2 separate regions of the Oryctolagus cuniculus genome follow, and region 2 is linked to region 1. Evidence: chromatin contacts called from public Hi-C data. All regions are on one chromosome and are shown on one strand. Each heading gives the region's core, a stretch centred on a gene start, on an enhancer-like site or on the middle of the called end of the contact. The rest is flanking DNA. Distances are from core to core; before and after follow the strand shown. Region 1 overlaps IL16 (interleukin 16). Region 2 has its middle 15 kb from the start of CFAP161.

Region 1 (4,988 bases), core at 148-2,647:
GAGCTGAGCAGCCACAAGAAGCAAACCGGTGGAGACACGAGCTGATCTCAGAGCGCCACAGTGACAGTGAAGGGGAGACCTGGAGAGGGACGTGAGCAGGGAGCCAGGGACGCGTGAGCGCGAGGAGCTGATAAATCAGTTACCCTGTTCGGGGACACAGCAGCCCCTCCCACAAGCACTGTTGAATGAATGTTGGGTAAACAGATTTTAAAATATGGAACCATCCGTGGATCCTTGAGAATATTATTCTGCAGATTTCTATCTGCAAAGATTTCATTTAGGCCTTTAAAAAATCAGTATCGCCAAGACAAATTTGCTTCTGGTTCTCTTAGTTCTTTTTCTACTCTGTCATGTCAGTCAACTTCACTCATTTTTTTTTTTTTAAGATTTATTTATTTGAAAGAGTTACACAGAGAGAGAAGGAGAGGCAGGTTCGCTCCCTGATTGGCTGCAATGGCCAGAGCTGTGCAGATCCAAAGTCAGGAGCCAGGAGCTTCCTCCAGTCTCCCACACGGGTGCAGCGGCCCAGGGACTTGGGCCGTCTTCCACTGCTTTCCAAGGCCACAGCAGAGAGCTGGATCAGAAGTGGAGCAGCCAGGTCTCGAACCAGCACCCATATGGGATGCCGGCACTGCAGGCAGCGGCTTTATCCGCTACGCTACAACGCCAGCCTTGCTCCTTCTTTTATACTAGCAATTTGGAAATTTGGGTGTAGATGCCGTGTATTAAACAGCAGTCGTGGGCATCTGCTGCGGGTGCTTCCCTAGCTTCTCCGCCCTGTGTGGTTGACCGTGGGCTAATGAGCCTTCCCTCAACCGCACCTCACCTGCGCCGTGTCAGCAGAAAGTTCTCATGGGTTCCAGAATGTGGTTGGCCCTTTTCCGTGGTTTCCTGTTCTGACATTCATGGTTCCCTATTTGGACAATCCTTGTGAGTTTTGCCAGAAGTCTCTAACAGGTGGAGGAGCTAATAAAGTGTACTGGGTACCCACGTGGAGGCAGAGTGTATCTAGTGCGGGTAAGGAGACCCTGCAGGAAACCACACATCAATCCCCATGTAATTCTCCTCTAAGGTGTTTCCAATCAGATAACTCCACAGGGGGAGTTCCAGGCACTCATTTTTCTCTTCAGCGCCAGATGGCGCTATGTTAACCCGAATAGAACGCTCTGTAACAGGCTAGTCCAGGGAGTGAAAAGGCAAGTCAGAGTTACGCAGAAGGTGACTGACTTCTGTTGGACTCTGGAGATGTATTTCCAGGATTTAGCGTCACGACTAGTTCTTTGAATTCATTGCTTCATACAATATAATATCCAAAAAGTATTTCTCAATTGCAATGGTCGGACGAGATCATGCTCTGATTCTAATTTCAAGACTTCCCTCTGGCACGGTCTCCACTCCTGTGTACAGCCCAGTGAGACAGGGGAGGGAAGCCATGGACGGTGGTTTCAGCAACTCTTCTAGGTCCACAGAAGACAGAGGAGCTCGGTGAAGCAGCCAGCTGGTCTACCCATCCAAGGGCAAGCCTTTGAAACATGTATTTCCCCCAAACTATGTATTAACATGAAAGTAAATAAGTAAGGAATACACGAGATGTGGAATACTTGGCGTCTTTAAAAGTAGTGTTAACAGAAGATCTTCGTGGCATAGGCACGTTTGTGTTGATAGATTAAAAACAGATTTCACGCCTCACCTCGAGGGCACCTCCAGAAATGCATGAGAAATGCAAACTGTGAAGAAGCTTACAAAGAGAAAGGACTGGAAATAAATAGGCCAAAATACTAACACTCATGCATTCAACAAACATTTATCAAACACTCCGTCCTAGGAGCTATTCCGATTCGGAGGAGATGGCAGTAGATGAGAAACTCCAAATCCCGCTCCCATAGATAAGCAAGAGTGTGCTTGGGTGATGGGGTTGTGGGTGTGGCTTTTCATGTATCTTTTTATAGTTTCCGTATTTTCAGTAGTGAGCCTGATTATTTCATAATCAGACCAAAGACAACTGATGGGTGGAGTTGGTCTCCCATCTGGAGCAGCCTCTGGGGCTGGGACGTTTGCACAGGGCACACGCAGAACAGAACACAAAGGGCTGCCCTCGAAGCTGCAGGGTTGTCAGCGAGGCCATGCCACTGGCACAGTCACCTCTGAACACACGTCCCCTTGTTCTCCTCCGAGCCCGCAGCCCTGGGGAGCAGCTCTGTGAGTGAGGCGCCCCGTCGCCAGCTGGGCAGCCTCATCTGCATTTACCTGCAAAATTCTGGGGCAGTGGGTCCTGCAGGCAAGATGTTTCCAGCATCTAAACTCCCCCGGGGCTGGAAAGTTCCATTGTTCTGTGAGGGGAGCTTGCTTTGTACGCAGACCCGCTGGCTGGCCCTGCTGGAGTTAGCGACAGAACCCTGAAGATTCCAGTGTGTGTGGAACCCGCTCTCAGCAACACAAACGTCTCTGTTTGCTCTGTGCACTGAGATGCTCCGCCCGAGGGGAACCACAAAATCCGATCCGACCGTCCTCACTGGGGCTTGCTTCCTGTGGTTGAGCTGATCAAGCCATCGCTTTGATCTCTAAGTCAGGGGGATAAAGAGAAGGCCAAGCAGATGGGCTCTGGGACGGCCACAGGTCATGTGGGACCACGTGGCTGCCCGCCTCCTGCTGCAGAGGGGGAGGTGGGGGACAGGATCCCTGGGGTCCTCCTCACATCCTCCCGCCTCTCAGTCCCTGCCTGGACAGTCCCCAAGCCCCTCTGGTCCACTTTGTCAGACTTCCCTAACACATCCTCTCTCAGTGTCTCTGCTGGGGCTTCCAGTATTCCTTACAGAGTGGACTGTTACAATGGCCAATGTTGGGGGAAGGGCGGATATCAGGCAAAGCTGTTTTTAGAAAATATTTTTCGGGGCCGGCGCTATGGAACAGCAGGTTAGAGCCCTGGCTTGCAGCACCGGCATCCCATTTGGGTGCCAGTTCAAGTCCCAGCTGCTTCACTTCCAATCCAGCTCCCTGTTGATGCGCCTATGAAAGCAGCAGAGGACGGCCCAAGTCTTGGGCCCCTGCACCCATGTGGGAGACCCAGAGGAAGCTCCTGGCTCCTGGGTTTGAATTGGCTCAGCTCCAGCCATTGCAGCCATTTGGGGAATGAACCAGCTGATGAAAGACCTCTCTCTCTCTCTCTCTCTCTCTGTGTGTGTCTCTGCCTCTCTCTGTAACTCTGTCTTTCAAATAAATAAAATAAATCTTTTTTTAAAAAAGATTTAGAAAAGAATATTTTAATAGATGGTGCTGTGATAAATGGATATTTACCTACAAAAGAATGAATGTGGATTCCTGTCTCACTCTTTTTTTTAAGATTTATTTATTTGAAAGAGTTACACAGAGAAGGAGAGGTAGAGGTAGAGGTAGAGAGAGAGAGAGAGGTCTTCCATCTGCTGGTTCACTCCCCAGAAGGCTACAATGGCCAGAGCTGCGCCGATCCGAAGCCAGGAGCCAGGAGCTTCCTCCAGGTCTCCCATGTAGATGCAGGGGCCCAAGGACTTGGGCCGTCCTCCACTGCTTTTCCAGGCCACAGCAGAGAGCTGGATTAGAAGTGGAGCAGCTGGGTCTCAAACCAGCGCCCATATGGGATGCTTGCACTGCAGCCTGCGGCTTCACCTGCTATGCCACAGCGCCAGCCCCATCACACTTTTTTCGTTAAACAGAAGAAGTCATTAAACCTTATCACAGGTCTACTGGTAAGAGCTAAAACTTTCAAGCCCTTCAAAGAAAATGGAGGTGCAATCTCCATGCCCCTGGGTTAGAGAAACTTAGATACAACAATAAAAGCACAGCTGACAAAAGAAATAATAGGAATGTGGGTTTCATTACAATCTGAAACTTTTGTGACGCCATCAAAGAAACGAAAAATCAATCTGCAGGGTTGGCGAAATATTTGGAAGTTGTATATTTGATAGGGACCTTGGTGTCTAGACTGTGTAGAGAATACTTGTAACTCAATAATAACAAGACACATCACCCAATTTTTAAAAATCAGCAAAGCACCTGAAGAGACAGAAGAGTCCTAGAAGCCCATGCAAGTGCAACATGACGAGCCAGCAAGGAAAGGCAACGCAGGCCGCTTCAGACCCCCCCAGGGACGGCTGTGGTCACACCCACTAACCCAGGCAGGTTTGGGAGAGCTGGGAGCCCCAGATACGGATGGTGGAGATGGGAAAAGGGCGCGACTGCTTGGGAGAACAGGCAGTGTTTATGACACTATACAGCAGTTCCACACCTAGGTATACACTCGAGAGAAACGAAGGCGTCCGCGCATGTGGATCCTTGTCAAATGCCCTCAAAGCAGCATTATTCGTAAAATACAACCCACGTGTCTACTACCCGACAAACAGATGAACAAAATGCGGCACTTTCATGCAATTGGAAATTTTGGAAATCGAAAGGAATGCAATTCTAATGCGTGGTTCACTGGAAAGCATTAAGCTAAGTGAAAGAAGCCAGCTACAAATGACCACATTCCATGTGACTTGATTGATATTAAATGTCCAGAACAAAAGAAAATATGTCCAGAACAGGAAAATCTGTAGAGCCAGAAAGTGGGCTAGTGAATAATTAGGGATGCAGCACAGGTCGGGGTGTGAGGTCAGACTGCTGGGGGTGGGAGGTTTCCTGCAGGGGCAATGGAAATATTCGAACATCAGACAGCAGTGATGGCTGACAATTCTGTAAGTCATCTAAACACAATGTAACACCTTTATATGGCTGAATTGTGTATGTGAGTTACATCTTAATAAAGCTCTTGAAGATGGGATAGTTATAGTCCTTTCCCAATTCCCCTTCCCCCTATCTTTTCTCCCTTAAATCCCTCTGCACCCTAATGCCAACGTGATTTTTTTTTTTTTTTTTTTTTGACAGGCAGAGTGGACAGTGAGAGAGAGAGACAGAGAGAAAGGTCTTCCTTTGCCGTTGGTTCACCCTCCAATGGCCGCCGCGGTCGGCGCGCT
Region 2 (4,493 bases), core at 569-3,068, 110 kb after region 1:
GTACTTGACGCATTGAGGACGGTGAATGATGGCTCAAGTCCTGGGGGCCCTTCCACCCACGTGGGAGACCCAGATGAAGCTCCTGGCCCCTGTCCAACAGCCTGGCCCAGCCCTGGCTGTTGCAGGCATTTGGGGAGTGAAGCAATTGATGGACAAGCTCATTCTTTTGGTGTCCCTGTTTCTCTCTCTCTCTCTCTCTCTCTCTCTCTCTCTCTGGTACTCTACTTTTCAAATAAATAAATCTTTCTTTAACAAAAGTAAGTTTGGATAGAGCTGTATGCTATCACCCTCCCTTGGAAGCATTTACAAAAGAAGGGACCCAAACCCACTCCTGCTGCTCTTAGAGAGGTTGGAAAAAGTCAGCAGCTAGAGATGACATGAAGTCACCCGGAGAAAAGTGGCAGGGAGCTGTGTCCCCACTCCAGCTCCAACAGGGAGGGAAGGGCAGGTGCCCAGCTCTCCTGGGGCTGTGCTGTTAAGGTGGGCCCAGGTCTCAGTGCTCCTCCAGGGCACAGGCAGGAGCCAGCACCTTAGAACGGGACTCAAGGGCCCTCCTCGGGAGACAGGAGGGAAGTCACTCTCAGGTCTATTCCAGGCAACATAAGGAAGAGAGGCCAGCAGAAGCAGAGAAGGTGAGAGGCCGAAGGGAGACTGGAGAGAGGGGAGAGGGCACAGGAGAGAGGCTGCTGGGAGCAGGCGGGGTCAGGTGGACAGGTCCCAAGGGGAGAGGGGGAGGGAGGGAGAGAGGGAGGGGGAGGGGGAGGGGGAGACCAGGGTGTGGGAAGAGAGTGAGCAGGAACTAAGCCCCAGGCCTGGCTTCCTGCTGTTCTTTGCCTTTTATCTTCACTTCCCCTTGTCACTGGGGCAGGGCAGACTGTGCCCAAACGCCCCTGTGACCCCCACCTGATGGCGTTCTCTGCAGGGAGCTGGCAGAGGCACCATGCCTGGGGCCCTCAGGCCGGGACAGCTCTGGCTCCAGGCTCATTCCAGGGGCTGAAGCACAATAGGGTGGAGTCACGGTTGCTGCCAGTGTCACCTGCACCCACGTCCCTCTCTTCCCTAGCTCGTTACCTCCCTCAAAAGCTGCCTGCACTCACACCCTGGTCTCCTGCCCATGTCCACCCAGGAGTCAAGGCCACTTCCTCCCTCCCTGGTCTCCAGAGGGACTCTAACTTGCCTTCTTCCCAGCCCTGTGGAGTGTCACTAACCCACAGCACCATCCTCCGGGAAAAGGCAGAGCCACGCGGCCCCACCTGCCAGTCCACAGCTCCCTCCCACCCAAGCAAGAGGCCCGGTCTCCTCTCAGGGGATCTCCAGTCCCGGTGTCCTGGTGTGGCAGCCCCAGGCCCTGGCAGTGCGGCTCAAGGGCGGTGCTGCTTCCTGCCCGGCTGCTACGGAGACATGAGCAGATGTTTGGCAGATGTTCAATCCTCTCCCATCAGCCAACAACAACACAGCTCAGAGACAAAGCGGGGGAGGAGGAAGGGAGGAGATTTGCCCAGCAGCTGGGGACGGCCATCGGAGACCCGGGCTCCGGCCCCTCTGGGCTGGGGCGGGGCAGGAGGGGAACCAGTGTGTGATTCGTATGCCATGAGCTAGAGCCCGGGACGCGCAGTGCCAGGGTTCCAGGGAGGAGCCCTGATGGCCCCGGGCAGCCTGCTGTGTTCAGGTCTCAGGATACAGCCTACAGCCGAGTGCCAGGCAGCCTGGCTCCCCCGGGGGAGACCTGGGGAAGCCATGGGAACCTGGGTGTTCCCTTGGGTGGGCCTGGCTGACATGTGGCCCATGGTGCCCTCCTGGACACATGGGGGCATCTTGCACTGAGACCCGCTCAGCTCATGGTCAGAGCTGCTGTATGAGACAGAGCCCTTGTGTTGTGCACCAAACCAGGGAGCCCCTGAGGTCCCGGGTAAGCAGGGGCTGCTTCAGGGGTCCCCAGGAAACCGGGTGCCACTTTATTTTTCTTGGCATTTGCTAAACTATCAGCTGACAGATGCAGATGGTAGTTAATGAAGGCAAGCCATGGGCCAGCCTGGCACACGCTGTGCCTGACACCCCAGAACCCACTCATCTTGAAGCTGCAAGTGAGAAGCCTCAGGCCAGTGCCCACCCCCCATTTCCCAGCCTCCCTGCCCCCGGTGGGCCCCTTTACCTCTCCACTTCCACGAGCTCCCTTTGTTCAGACTGCACGAGTCCCTGAGCTCACACAGCGTCTGTCTGCCTGTGTCTGGCTTATTCCTCTTAGCATGACGTCCTCAGCTTGGTCCAAGCTGATGCAAATGCCTGCTGTCCCGCCACAGACTGACGGCAGGGGTGGCTCTCGGTCCTTCTCCACGGCCCCATCCGCGGCTCCCTGCCACCCCAGAGGGTCCCCTCACACCTCCCAGCGCTGCCTCCTCCTCTTCCCTGCTGGTGGGGTTCTCCCAAGGATGGAGAAGAAAGCACTAGCAATTGTGGATGTGAGCCAAGCCCTGTGATGGACATGGAAGCTAAAGTGATGAAACTCATGTATGTACCCGGGCAGCAGCCCCATTTCAGGGGCTTTTATGGTGATGGGGAGGAGAAGATTTACAAATTGGAATGTGCAATGCAAGTGAAGTGGAGAGACGCGCACTAGGGACCCAAGTAGTAAAGCAAAGTCTTAGGGTTGTGAGCCAGGTCTACACTGGACGTGGAGTGCTTACTTACATAATCCCACTTGGTCTTTACAGCCAGCCTACGAGATGGGCAGCATCTGAGTGCTTTTCTCTGCTGGCCTATGAGTGAATGAGGCGCTAGCAGGTGTGATGGTCTCGCAAGGGCAGCGATGCACGTCCACACCGCGGGGTCTGACTCCCGACCTCCGCCTGCCTCTCTCTCTCATGGATCATCCCACATCAGTTACTCTTCTCAACAGCCCCGGGGGGAAGCTCTGAGCCCGGACAGAAAACAGGGGCTGGACGAGGACAGGGGACTCAGCCGAGGCTGGTCAGGAGCACAAAGGCCACTTCGGGTCTTGCAGGCTCAGGGTACCACTGCCCCGGGAGAATGCCGGCCCCAACACTCTTTTTATTAAAAAATAATAATAATAATAATAATGCCCTGACCACAGTACCTTTACAGTTTTTCTCCTCTAAACCGGAAGCTCCTGTTTTATTTTCAAAATTTTATTTCATTTTATTTGTTAAGCTTTTTATTAATATAAAGGGACCAGATTTCATTTATATAATTCTAGGAAGATAACCATATTTCCTTCTCCCCTCCCTCCACCAACCGCCTTCCTTCCTGCTTCCTTTTTTTTCTTTAATTTTTGCAAAAATGTAATTTCAACCTGCTCTATAATCACAGGCTTAACGCACCTCCAACAATACTGTTCAACAAATAATTAAGGCTCAACCCTTGAGTGACAGCAAGCGTTGATTTGCTGGTGTTGATAACACTGACACCTTGTGGCCATTTAGCAGAATTGCAACATCCGAACGTCAGGCAAGAAACACCTTCCCCTTCCAGACTTCAAAACCTGCAGGAATTGTAGTCACCCGGTTCCCCTCTCCCAGTCCTTGGAGGATTTTCAGGACAATCAGCCCCGACCTGCTCCCAGGGGACGGGCACACACCTCCAACCTGAGCGTCCACCACCACGGCTTCTCCTGGTCTTGCATCTACCAGTTCCTGGAGTGAGCCCAAGCCCTGCGGACACCGCCTTCCACCAGAGCCTCTCTCCTACACTTGCTAAAGCAAAATCGCGCCACTCTCCTCCTCGGAGTCTTTCCAAGGCTGCCCATCACACTCGAGGCAAAGCTCAAGTTCAACACCGTGACACACGTATCACTGGACAGCAGCCAAAGAAGAGGAGCTCTGTCCACAGCACGGGCTCCCTGCGGGGTTGGACGTTAACTCTGAAGTTGCTGGCCTGCAGGGAAGTGCAGGGGTCACCAGGGAGGAGCTACAGGGGGCACCTGGGGCCTTGCTATCTGTCAACCAGTATTGTGACAGCCAGCACTGCCTGTTGGGTGAAGCGGTGACAATTGGCTCTGCACACAGCCCATTCTGAGCTTGCCTATCCCTGCACCCCGGGGACATGATCGAGGCCTTGGCAGATTCACCTCCTATGCCTGGCAGGCTCAGGCCTTTGCCAGCTCAGGGGCCAGGGGTGGGCCGCCCTCTCCGCTCCCCCTCCTGCTTCCGCCAGCCCTGTGTACCTCACCCTGCTCTTCTTCTCCCCTCTCGCCCACTTCCCAGGTCCTGGCTCCTCACTGTCTCCACCACCCCAGCAAGAGCACCAGCCCCAGGAAACCGTGGAGACCCCTGGATGAAAGTGAACCACAGAGCCGGAAGAGCCAGCTGCCCGAGACTCAAGACAAAGCCACGCAGCCCTCGCAGTAGAAACCCCAGCGCCTGGAACGGTCTCCACAATCTGTGACTGCGCACACCCCCTGCAGATTCTGAGCATTCGCCACACACACACATGCACACAGAGACCACACACGTACACACGCACCACACATGCACACA

What was found. Hi-C and Micro-C count contacts between places; a contact is called where the count stands out from the background.
Region 2: a contact with region 1 is called in a Hi-C map of an unstated tissue, with 6 times the contacts expected there. The contact joins two enhancer-like sites. A contact is called at or near these places in 6 of 6 Hi-C or Micro-C datasets (ear pinna, embryonic fibroblasts, liver and 3 more).

Annotation. Positions count from the first base shown.
Region 1 is chr12:103,920,609-103,925,596 of mOryCun1.1, forward strand. All of the region lies in intron 2 of IL16 (interleukin 16), which reads right to left. Among named protein-coding and RNA genes, the nearest start is that of STARD5, 59 kb to the left of the region's middle. Within about 2 kb of position 1,398, at least 1 of the 8 cell types and tissues checked has an H3K27ac peak or open chromatin away from gene starts, as enhancers often do.
Region 2 is chr12:104,025,358-104,029,850 of mOryCun1.1, forward strand. No RefSeq gene overlaps it. Among named protein-coding and RNA genes, the nearest start is that of CFAP161, 15 kb to the right of the region's middle. Within about 2 kb of position 1,819, at least 2 of the 8 cell types and tissues checked have an H3K27ac peak or open chromatin away from gene starts, as enhancers often do.